2 separate regions of the Rattus norvegicus genome follow, and region 1 is linked to region 2. The links are chromatin contacts, called in public Hi-C maps. All regions are on one chromosome and are shown on one strand. The core of a region is the stretch at or near the end of the contact, and the rest is flanking DNA. Distances in the headings are between cores, read along the strand shown. Region 1 holds the start of Mecr (mitochondrial trans-2-enoyl-CoA reductase). Region 2 holds the start of Sdc3 (syndecan 3).

Region 1 (5,181 bases), core at 1,125-3,624, 1.1 Mb after region 2:
GACATATAAATAACTATGAGATGGTATCCTAAAAGTCATAGCATTGGCCCAGAGGAAATACAAAGGCATTGGGGTTTGCTCAATAAAATGATATCTGAACCTGGAATTCCCCAGGAAGGTTAGACAGGAAAATTCATGGCAGGCAGTAGCAACCTGAATAAAAGCGTAAGACAAGGAAGAGCTGGCAATGGCGGAGTTGGGTGTTGTTGGGTTTCTGGCTGTGTACAATGTAAAAGATAAAGCCAGACAGACAGGGCAGGCATGGATATGGTCTCAAATGCAAAGCTAACACCCTTAGGCTTGAACCCGTTCACCGGTGGTTCTCAAACTGTGCGCCTGTGTGAACTCAAATGGCCTAGACCAAGTGAAAGGTTAAAGGGGTGTGGAGGGAGAGGAAATCCAGCCTTAAGGAGGGAAGCTCCCTTCTGACTTTCCAGGCTTTCCTAGTTGGCTGCCCAGGGAGTAGGAGCCGCCAGTAGGGGCAGGGAGAGAAAAAGAGGAGCATCTCAGTGTCACCCACAGGATCCTACAGCAGAAGGACCTTATGAACTTCCTGGCACAAGTGTACCTCCCTGTCACTGCAAAAATAGGTGTTCACATGCGTGCACACGTACACACCTGTGAGACCAGATTTTTCTCCTACTGCTGGGCATCAGCTTTGTCTAATAAATGCAGTTATTGGGCACAAACTTGAGCCAAGCCTTAGTGTTTTATATGTGATATTCCTTATTTCATCTGCACAACAATTTCCTGGAATAGTTTTAGAACGTTTCATGTACCAAGCAGTGCGCTTCAAGCGGCACTATCTCCCTCAGTCTTTAAGGCAACCTTGGGACTATTAGTCTCTCAATTTGTTATTAAGCTTTTTTTTTCCTTTGCCTTGTTAGAGATCAAACCCAGGACCTCACACATGCAAAGCATGTGCTCTGCCACTGAGTTACCTCCCTCGTTCAGCTCCCTTCATTTTAACCATGAGGGAAACAGAAGCACAGAGAGGTCGAGTGACTAATCGAAAATCGAACAGCCAGGAAATGGCAGAACCAGGACTCAAATCTAGATTTGCCTGAGTCCGGTTCCCATATCCTCAATCTCCATGCTTTGCTGGGCTCTTTTACTCAGAGAAAAGTTTGTCTCCCATGGCAAGCTTTGGGTCAGTCATCTTTGTCTTTCAGAAGCTCTCTAATACTTGTTTTCTGGGCTACCACATCACCAGACTCTGGGGAGCATCTAAGAATGTATACCTTTGGACCATGTACCCTTCCACGATTCTAAATCAGGAGACCTAAAATGGAACTTCATCTGATTTCCGTGCACCCAGTTTTGGAATCGAATGGCTGACTCCAATAGCACTTCCTTCAAAAGTCTCAGATGGCCTTCACTGCAGAGTACTCCTTCATCCTGTAAAGGTGCACACTCGAGTACACACGAATACTCCACCGACCGGTTATCTGTGCTTATCTTTCTCTTCCACCAAAACCAAGACCCTGCATCTTTACAGGTCTATACCTTTTACAAAGAATTTTCACTTTCCCACCCAATCTCTTTGTATGCTGAAAGCAATTTAAAAGACACTATCCTCCTCATATCTGAACAACTTGATGTTTTTACAATGTATTATCCTGCCCACCACAACATTCTTCTAACTTTCATCCAATCCTTGCAACCGTCTGAAGTGAGGTATATCATTTTCATGGCACCGATGTGACAGGGTCCGAATTGCACTCACTTGCTCAAGCTAGGAAAGAGCCCCTAGGATTGGAGCCTGGTATTCCTGGTATGTTAACTCCGGCCATAGAAGTAACTTTTTAAGTCCTCAAATCTTGGTGGCACATGCCTTTAATCACAGCACTTGGGAAGCAGAAGCAAGAGGATCTCTGAATTTGAGGCCAGCTTGATTTACAGAGCAAGCTCCAGGACAGCCAGGAAAAAGAAACCCTGTCTGGAAAAACTGATGATGATGACCACGACGACGACGACGACGATGGTGATAATAAAGTCTCTATGTTGTTCTGGAGAATTGGAGATGAAATGATACTTTTAAAAGCTTGGTGCAGTGGTATCTCTATAAAGGGTAGGAAGGGGAAACGAAGGCCGGAAACACCACACGGCAAGCAGCAGTCGCAGCTTTAAGCCAGTCCCGGACTTTTCGTTGGGAATGCTGCTTTGGCTGGCTCTGCAACTTCTCCAGTTCCCTAAATACCCAACGCCATATCACTCTCAACCCCTTCACCAGGCCCGTAACGGTTTCTTCCTTCACCACGAGCTGGGCGGAGAGAGAGGGGCGCCGTTTTTAAAAGGAGAGGGCGTGGCCACGAGTGGGGCGGGGCGCAGGCTTGAAGTCGCGGACCAATGACGTATCCGGAGCGCCGGGTTCTGTCAGTGCTGGAAGCGGCATGTTGGTCAGCCGGCGACTGACAGGGGCGCGAGCCCGGGCACCTCTGCTTGCGAGTCTCCTCGAGGCTTGGTGCCGCCAGGGCAGGACCACCTCCTCCTACTCCGCTTTCTCGGAGCCGTCGCATGTGCGGGCGCTGGTCTATGGCAACCACGGGGATCCAGCCAAGGTCATCCAGTAAGAGTCGGCGCTGGCCCCGGGGAGGGAACTGGGGTTCCTGGAGGGTTGAAAGGCGGGCGGCAGCCTGCGAGGAGAAGACAGGGTCCGAAGAAGCGGACTCTGCTGTTCTACAGATGACGAAACCCAGGGAGTGCTTGTTAACCTGACAGTGGTGCTTTCCAGCAGCGGAGGACCCGCGAGGTACAGGTGCAAGAGAGATGGCCAGTGTTTACTGACCCAGATTGGTTTGAGGATTGTGGCAGTCACTCCTTTGTCTAAGTGGATGCTTTCAACTATTTGTCACGGCAACATTCTGGGGATAGTTAGTGGATGCTTTCCCCCCATTTTGCAGATGAGAAAACCGAGGCATAAGAAAGTTAAAATTAACATTTGCCCAAAGTCACCCAGTCAGTGAGAATGGGAATTTGAACACATGATCTGACAGCCTCCTGTTTTTAAATAAGTAATAGTTTATTGTTTCACTGAGGTCGAGGGACTTGTCTAAAGTGACATGACTGATTAGTGATTAGAATAGGTGCTGGAATTCACTTTTAGCTCTTTCTCAAGTGAGTTTCCTTCCAACAAGCCATGTATGCATCACGGCCTAGTTATAACGAGTTGTTTAAACCCAGCTTGATGACGTGTGCCTTTAATCCCAGCACTAGTGAGGCAGAGGCCAGAGGATCTCTGTGAGTTCCAGGCCAGTCTAGTCTGTACATAGTCAGTTCCAAAATCACCAGGGCAATATAGGGAGACCCTGTCTCAAAACAAACAAGAAAAAAAGAGTTGTTTCATAACCCCAGCATGCTGAGTTAAAAGGATTATGAGTTTGAGACCAACATGGGTTTCATGAGCCTTTGTCTCAAAATATATATACACAGTAAAATACATAAACATTTTAAAAAAACACCCTCAAATACAATTTAGCACTTGCTAAGGCAGAAAAGGTTGTGAATGTAGAAGTGGCATGTGCCTTTAATGCCTCAAAAACAAACAAAAAGAGAACAATTTGGGTTTACTGACAGACATCTTAATATTATTTCTCTTCCCTTCCTAAGGTCTCCTTGTATAGTCCTGGCTAACCTGGAACTTGTCAAGTAGACTTGGCTGACCTGGAGTTTGTAGTGATCCTTCTACCTCTGCCACCCTCAAAGGTGCCCGCTTCTAATTCTTTTGGGGGGGGAGGTGTCTCCTTTTGTTGTATGTCTGTTTGAGATCGGGTCTTACTTTGTAGCCCTAGATGGCCTGCCTCTGCCTCCTAAATGCTGGGATTAAAGGCAAATCTACCCTACCACCCTACCTCCTTTTTTAAACATGGGCTGGGCTCTAATATCCGAGTGCTGGGATTCCTCGTGCGTTCCCCACTGTTCCTGCTCCCCCTCCTTCCTCTCCCCTTAGACAAGGTGTGTCACTGTGTTGCCCAGGCTGGCCTGGAACTTGTGGCCCCTCTTGCCTCAGCTTCTCAAAGAATTTGAATTACTCCTTGATATTCTTCTAACTTGCTCGAGAGGTGGCTGTGGCCAGATGGTCCATGCCCTTGATTTTATCTGGAGCTCCTCTCTGCCTGTCAAAGCACCTAGCCTGTACCGAAACCATTACAATAATTCTGTTTGCTGTGAAGTTAAAAAGGCACCACTCGGGAAGCTGTGGGTTGTTTTTTGGGGGGGGGGTTGTTTTTGGGTTTTTTTGTGGGTTTTTTGGTTTTTTTTGTTTTTTTGTTTTTTTGGTGGAGGACATTAGCTCAATCATAGCCCTGTGTGCTGTGTTTGTGAAGTGGCCCAGAGGATTAAGTGACCTTGCCAAACCCTCAGCTAAGCCAAGTCAGGGCAAAGAGCGACTCCAAGTTCCCAGATTCCCAGATTGGCACTTTTTCACCTTAGCCCTACTCCAGGCAACCTTCACATTAATTAGTTGGTAGTTCACAGAAGAAATAATGAACTAAGATTCAACAGAATTACAGAAGAGGATATTATAGGCATAGAGGCTTAGAATTGACTAACTAGTCTAAGCTCAAGCATCTTATTTTGATTTTAGGAGTGTGTGTGTGTGTGTGTGTGTGTGTGTGTGTGTGTGTGTGTGTGTGTGTGTGTGTGTACAGCTCTCTAGAGTCAGTTCTCTCCTGCCATCTTTAGGGAACAGGCGATGGGCCTCAAGCTATCAGGTTTGTTCATCAGTACCTCCACCTGCTGAGCTGACACACCAGCCCCAAGTTGTATTTTGCTCATAGGCAATCAGTCATGTCAGGATAGACACTTCCCTGAAGATTTTGCCACAGTGAGCTGATAAAGTCCTTATGAGCAGGCTTCTGTCTTCAGAAATGGACTCAAAATGAGAGCAGTGTGGTGATGCTCCCAAAGGCTCGTCAGTTGTCTCTCGTCAGCCTGCTACAGAACACCTGCTCCTGTCATGTTAGCTGAACCCAAAGCTCATCTCATTAAGAAGTGCACCATTCATTGAGTTCTCCCAAGGTGAGGAGGAAGGCCTGGGTGGTTAAGCAGCTGTGTGCAGCGGCCTTCTCATTGGTTTCCTGTTGGTGAGCCAGGGAAGCTGGAACAGACCAGTCTGTCTGCAGATGCCCCCAGGAAAAAAGACATCTGCTTTTGCCTTCTGTGTAGACCCCTAGGCATCTT
Region 2 (5,153 bases), core at 539-3,038:
TGGGAGGTGGTGTCATGCCCATATCCCAATCCCCAACCACATTGGTTGACCTCCCAGTACATGAAAAGGAAGAGCTCACAGAAACTTCCCAGCCTGTCCCCTGACCTGGTACACACAAGGCGCTCGATGTGTTTGTTGAATGAATAAGTGAAGCCCATATGGTCATCATTTGCGTCATACATTTGGGGAATAGGATCAGAGAGGTGAAGCTGCACAAACAAGTACCACAGCTCATGATTGTCAGAACTAGGATTTGAACCCAAGCACTTGCTTAACCCAGAACTAGAGTCCCTCAGTTCCTAATTATGCTAGCGATAAAGCCAGCTCCTGATTCCTCAGCTCTACTCTTTTCCAGCTCTATTCTCCAAGGCATTCAAATGCCAAAATACGTCGAATGGATTTGGTTTAAAAGACTGTTTTTGAAGTCTTGGGGATGTAGCTCAGTTGGGGGAGTACACGCCCCTCTGCACAAAGCTCTGGGTTCGGTTCTTAGCACTGCATACATTGGATGTGATGGTGGTAGGAGGATAAGACGTTCAAGGTCGTGCTCAGCTACATCGAAGAAAGTTCAAGGTCAGCCTTAAAGCCCATCTTCTAAAATAACGTGTCAACGTTTGCTTTTATTATTTTTAGGAGATTTATTTGTATTATTCATGTGGGTGTGCACCTGAGGGCACGTGTGCCGTACCTGTGCACACAAGTGCAGGTGTCCTTGGAGGCTAAAGGTTTTGGATCCCTTGGAGCTGGAGTTACAGGTAGTTGTGACTTGCCTGATGTGGGTACTGGGAACTCAACTCACACCCTTATTAAGTAAGATGCTATGTCTTTCTCCATCTCCCTCTCCCCTCTTAGTTTTGTAAAGACAGAGACTCAGTATATAGTCCAGGCTTTGAGAGCCCCCTGCCTCAGCCTCCTAAGTGCTGGCCTTACAGCCATCTACTACTCAGGCTTGGCTCTTTCTCAGTGATCTGTAAACCACAGAGTGGAGAGATCCTCCCTCCCCTCTTGTTGTCTACTGAGGTTAGCTAGGCAGGCCTTGCATACCTGTGATGCCCCAGCCTCTCGCTCCTTCTGGGGAACCCATCTCGCACTCTGCCTTATATGGTGCCGAGTCTGGGTTTCTTTCCAAGGACACGTGGCCATCAAATGGATAGTGTTGATTGCAGGGACCTGGAGGGTGTCCTGCTCAGCTCATGTGCCAACGAACCAACGCCTACCCTTACCAGCCTCCCCCGAGATCCTTTCATGCAACTGAGCCCCTATGAATGGGGAACGGGTGACTTCACCAACATGTGTGGAGGGAGAAGCGTGCTGATGCTCCCCACGCGTGCCTGTAGCTGACCCAAGCCTCTTCTTCCTGCACTCAGGGTGCTAGGGGCTGTAGCCTGTGTTTCTCAGATAGACAGGTCAAGGTGAAACTCAGAAGGACCAGGGGGACCCCAAGCCGGATCCTCTGACACCACCCCAGGGAGTGTAGAGACGCGGGGTGCTGTCTGGAGGAGCCCAGGTTCTCCCGCAGCTCGCACACAGCGTGCTCCGCGAATCCACAGTTGGGGGGTAGACGTCAACGCCCCTCGTCCCCACCGCGCTCGGGGAAACTGAGGCCGGGGGCGGTGTCGCGTGCCGCTGTCGCCGCGGCCCCGCCCTCCTGCTCGCCCCGCCCGCGCGGGGGGCGGCGGTGGCGGCGGCGGCAGCGGCGGCGGCGACGCTTCCTGCGGGCGCGGCCGCTGTGGGCGCGGAGCCGCGAGCGAGCGAACGAACGAGCGAGGCGGAGCCGGCGGCCGAGGAGCCGAGCGCAGGTCCCGCGCAGCCCGCGCCGCGAACAAAGGCCGCCATGAAGCCCGGGCCGCCGCGCCGCGGGACCGCACAGGGGCAGCGCGTGGACACCGCCACCCATGGGCCCGGGGCCCGCGGGTTGTTACTGCCACCGCTGCTGCTGCTGTTGCTGGCCGGCCGCGCCGCGGGGGTGAGTGATGGGCCCCAAGAGAGTGCCCAGCGTGTACCCCGCGTGTCTTTGCGTGTCCCCTCGTCGCGCGCGCCGTTCTGGGTGTGTCCCGGTCTCACCGGGTCTCCTCCCCGCCGGGAAGCGTGTGCGTCCGGTATCCGCTGGGGTCGCCTTTTCCCCACCCCCACTCCAACCCAAGCCGCCTGCAGGGCCTTGGGGACTCCCCAGGAGGAGGGGGGTGGGTCGATGAAGGTGACCCGCGGGGGTGAATGAGGGTGACCCTGTGTGTGTCTGCTTCTAAGAAGGGTGCGTGGGCACCTGTGGGTGTGTGTGGGCATGGGAAAGGCTCTGTCCCTATGGGGCGGATGGCATCCGCATTCCGCTCCACACTGGGTGACCCATTGTGCACTCTGTGTGCCACCTTGGCCATGGCTGCGTGACTGCTGGATGAGGGGGTGTGTGCTCTGACCCATAGAAGTGCATGAAAGCACGCGCATGTGTGTGCAGGTGTGTGCAGGTGTGTGGCGATGGTGGGCCTGGCTCACCTCCCACCCCGGAAGACATGGATGTGCATGCCGGCAGAGGTGGGTAGCAGGTGACCCCTGACTGTCCCTTCGAGAAACCCAAGTAGCTATGGAATTGATCTTGGTTCTGGTTTCACTAGCAGAACAGGAGGAAGAAGGTCCTGCAGGTAGACCAGCTAGGTCCCTTCTCGGAGGAACCCAGCTCCCAAGTGAGTTCTGAGTTGATAGGTGTCTCAATGCGGGCCGAAGGAGCTGGGGATTTCTAGGTCCTACCACCGTGGCTGACTCCAGGAGCAATGGCTGTCCCTACCCACTCAGATGACCACCAGAGCCCAGGCTGGCCGGCACGCCCCTTCTCTCCTAAGCATGGTGGCCAGGTTGTAGGGAGTCAGGCAAGACCCTGAGCTGCCCTGGGGACTGTTAGCTTTGGGGACCCTAGAATAGTGCCTGGTGGTCCATGCATACCTTGTCTTTTCTCTCTCTCTCTCTCTCTCTCTCTCTCTCTCTCTCTCTCTCTCTTTCTTTCTTTCTTTCTTCCTTTTTCCTGAGAGGGGTGAAGGGAGAGGTTCCTGAGAGAAAGGCAGCGCTACCCATACTGGCAGTGGGAGCCGGCTTCTCAGCAGTATTAGAGAAAATTACCCTTGACATCAAAGACCTGGTTTCAAAGTCCAGCGAGGACCACCACCCATTCACGGTGAGGCCTTGAGCCAGCCTGTCCACTCCTCTGAGCCCCGGCTTCCCCTTCTGCAGAGACAGAATAAGGGTACTCTTCCTGGAGGAATAGACACAGAGTCACCTTTGAGGGTATTTTGGTGTGAGCACAAAGGGCTCAGGACAAATGGCTCCACCGGAGCTACTGTCCCTAGGAAGGAAAAGGCTGATAATACACTTTCTACCAGTAGGGAAAGGATCCAGGGAGATTTGGAGGACCTAGCACATAGTAGGGCCTCAACCAGGCAGGTGTGAAGGCAAAGTACAGCTGGCATGGTTCAGGCCAATGCTGAGTGACATGCCCAGGTGGTGGGCCTGGCTGAGCGAGAGGAGAGACTGTGGTAGGGATGGCTCTCCAAAGGTGTTCTTTCTGTAAGCATGTCGTCCTCCCAGGGAGGGACTGGGGCTGTCGAGGAAGGGCTCTGCCCTGGTGCCTGGCCTGAGAAGCTAAGGGTTAAAGGGTGGTGCTTTCAGAGAGGACTGAGGCTAGACTAGAAGAAGGCCAGCTGGCTGGTCCAGGAATGGTCTCTCTCTGGTGCCGGCCTTTGACCGCAAGGAACTGACAGTGGTTGGCTCAGTAGGTGAGAAACAGGATGACCCTGGGCCTTCTTGCCAGTCTGGGAGGGCACAGGATCAGGGAAATGGGACTTGAGGGAGGAGAAGGCTGCTTTGGTTTGATCCAGGCTGTGGCTGGCAAGTTGGGGGCGTGTCCTGACCTACAGATTTGAGGCTTCGGTCTTGAGAGAGACTGACTGTCTAGGGCTCTGAGGACCTCAGGCCACCTCAGCTGTTCTCGTTAAGTGACTCCCAGGGCGGCATGGAATGTGGGGACACAAGAAATTATAGCCTTGGGAGAATGTCCTTTCAAGGTCCAGATCTGGGAGTGACCATAGATGCCATTCAGTCTGCTGTCAGGGGTGGTTTATGCAACTGATTTGTGGCTGTGTGACTTTGTGGAAGTGACTTAACTGTTCTGTGCCTTAATTTCCTCTCTCTGTAAGATGCAAAAAAGAGCAAAAGCATAGCCTCAGTGCTTGGTGCACGCAGATTCCCTTTTGGCGGGGGTGGGAGCAGAGTCCCATGTAGCTCAGGCTAGCCTCAAACTTGCTACATAGGCAAGGATGATCTTGAACTCCCTACCCTCCTACCTCCCAAGTGCTGGGATTGCAGACACGAGTCACTGTTCCCTGTTCTTTGTCAGAGTTATGGTCGTGTGTTTGGAAAGGTGAGGTCTGTGGTGCCAGGTGAGGCTTGCTCCTGGCACCCAGGAGTCCTTTCCTTTTGCCCTTCAGACTGGTGACCTCACTATAGGAATGAAAAGCTGGGGACTGTCCCAGGCTGGTCACTATAGTAAGCAGAGTGATTTAGAGGCCCCAGAACCCAGGTCCTCATGACTTCTGGGGTGCTGGGCACCAGGAGCAGATGTTTGTTGTGTGATTGGAGCAGTGCTGTCATCTATCTTAAGACCCTCTCTGTGCATTAGACAGTGTTAGGCTCAGCCCCTCGCAGGAGCTGGAGTATGCTGCCTTTCTCTGGAGATGGCCCTTCTTGGAGGAAGCCTTGAAGGCTTCCTGGAAGAAGAGGCCTTCTGAGCTAAGCTGACAGGGTCCACAATGGCAGCCTGGCTAAACCTCCACACTCTCTCTCCCATCCATCACCTATAGAAACAGGGTTGAATTTTCGGGGCTGTTGGGTTGGACCTGAAGCCTCCTGCTCTCTGGGAGTGGAATCAGCCTCCTAATGCCAGATAGCTGTGGATGAATGGGCTGCCTGGGAGGGAGGGACCACCTGCTTCTTTCAGGAGAGGGGAGGCTCCTGGAAACTGACCCCCCAACCCCCACCTTTCCAAGCTGCCCAGGGAGAGGGCTGCTACTTAGAGCCCTCTGGGCCAGCTGCGGACTGGCTGAGGAGGACTCCAGGTAGGCGCCACAGTTCCAGGCTGAGCGCTGGGTAGTTCTGACACCTGTCCCCAG

What was found. A called contact is a pair of places that touch in the nucleus more often than the background predicts.
Region 1: a Hi-C map of the A7r5 cell line shows a contact between it and region 2, with 2.8 times the contacts expected there. The contact joins the promoter of Mecr here to the promoter of Sdc3 in region 2. A contact is called at or near these places in 3 of 12 Hi-C or Micro-C datasets (the A7r5 cell line, Schwann cells and frontal cortex).

What each region holds. Positions count from the first base shown.
Region 1 is chr5:149,311,420-149,316,600 of GRCr8, forward strand. Mecr (mitochondrial trans-2-enoyl-CoA reductase) reads left to right here and starts at 2,375. Exons shown (of 10, transcript NM_017209.1): 1 at 2,375-2,569. The coding sequence starts at 2,394. It overlaps LOC134486998 (a long non-coding RNA gene), which reads right to left and starts at 2,343. Exons shown (of 3, transcript XR_010066655.1): 1 at 1,727-2,343.
Region 2 is chr5:148,248,004-148,253,156 of GRCr8, forward strand. Sdc3 (syndecan 3) reads left to right here and starts at 1,789. Exons shown (of 5, transcript NM_053893.3): 1 at 1,789-1,966. The coding sequence starts at 1,835.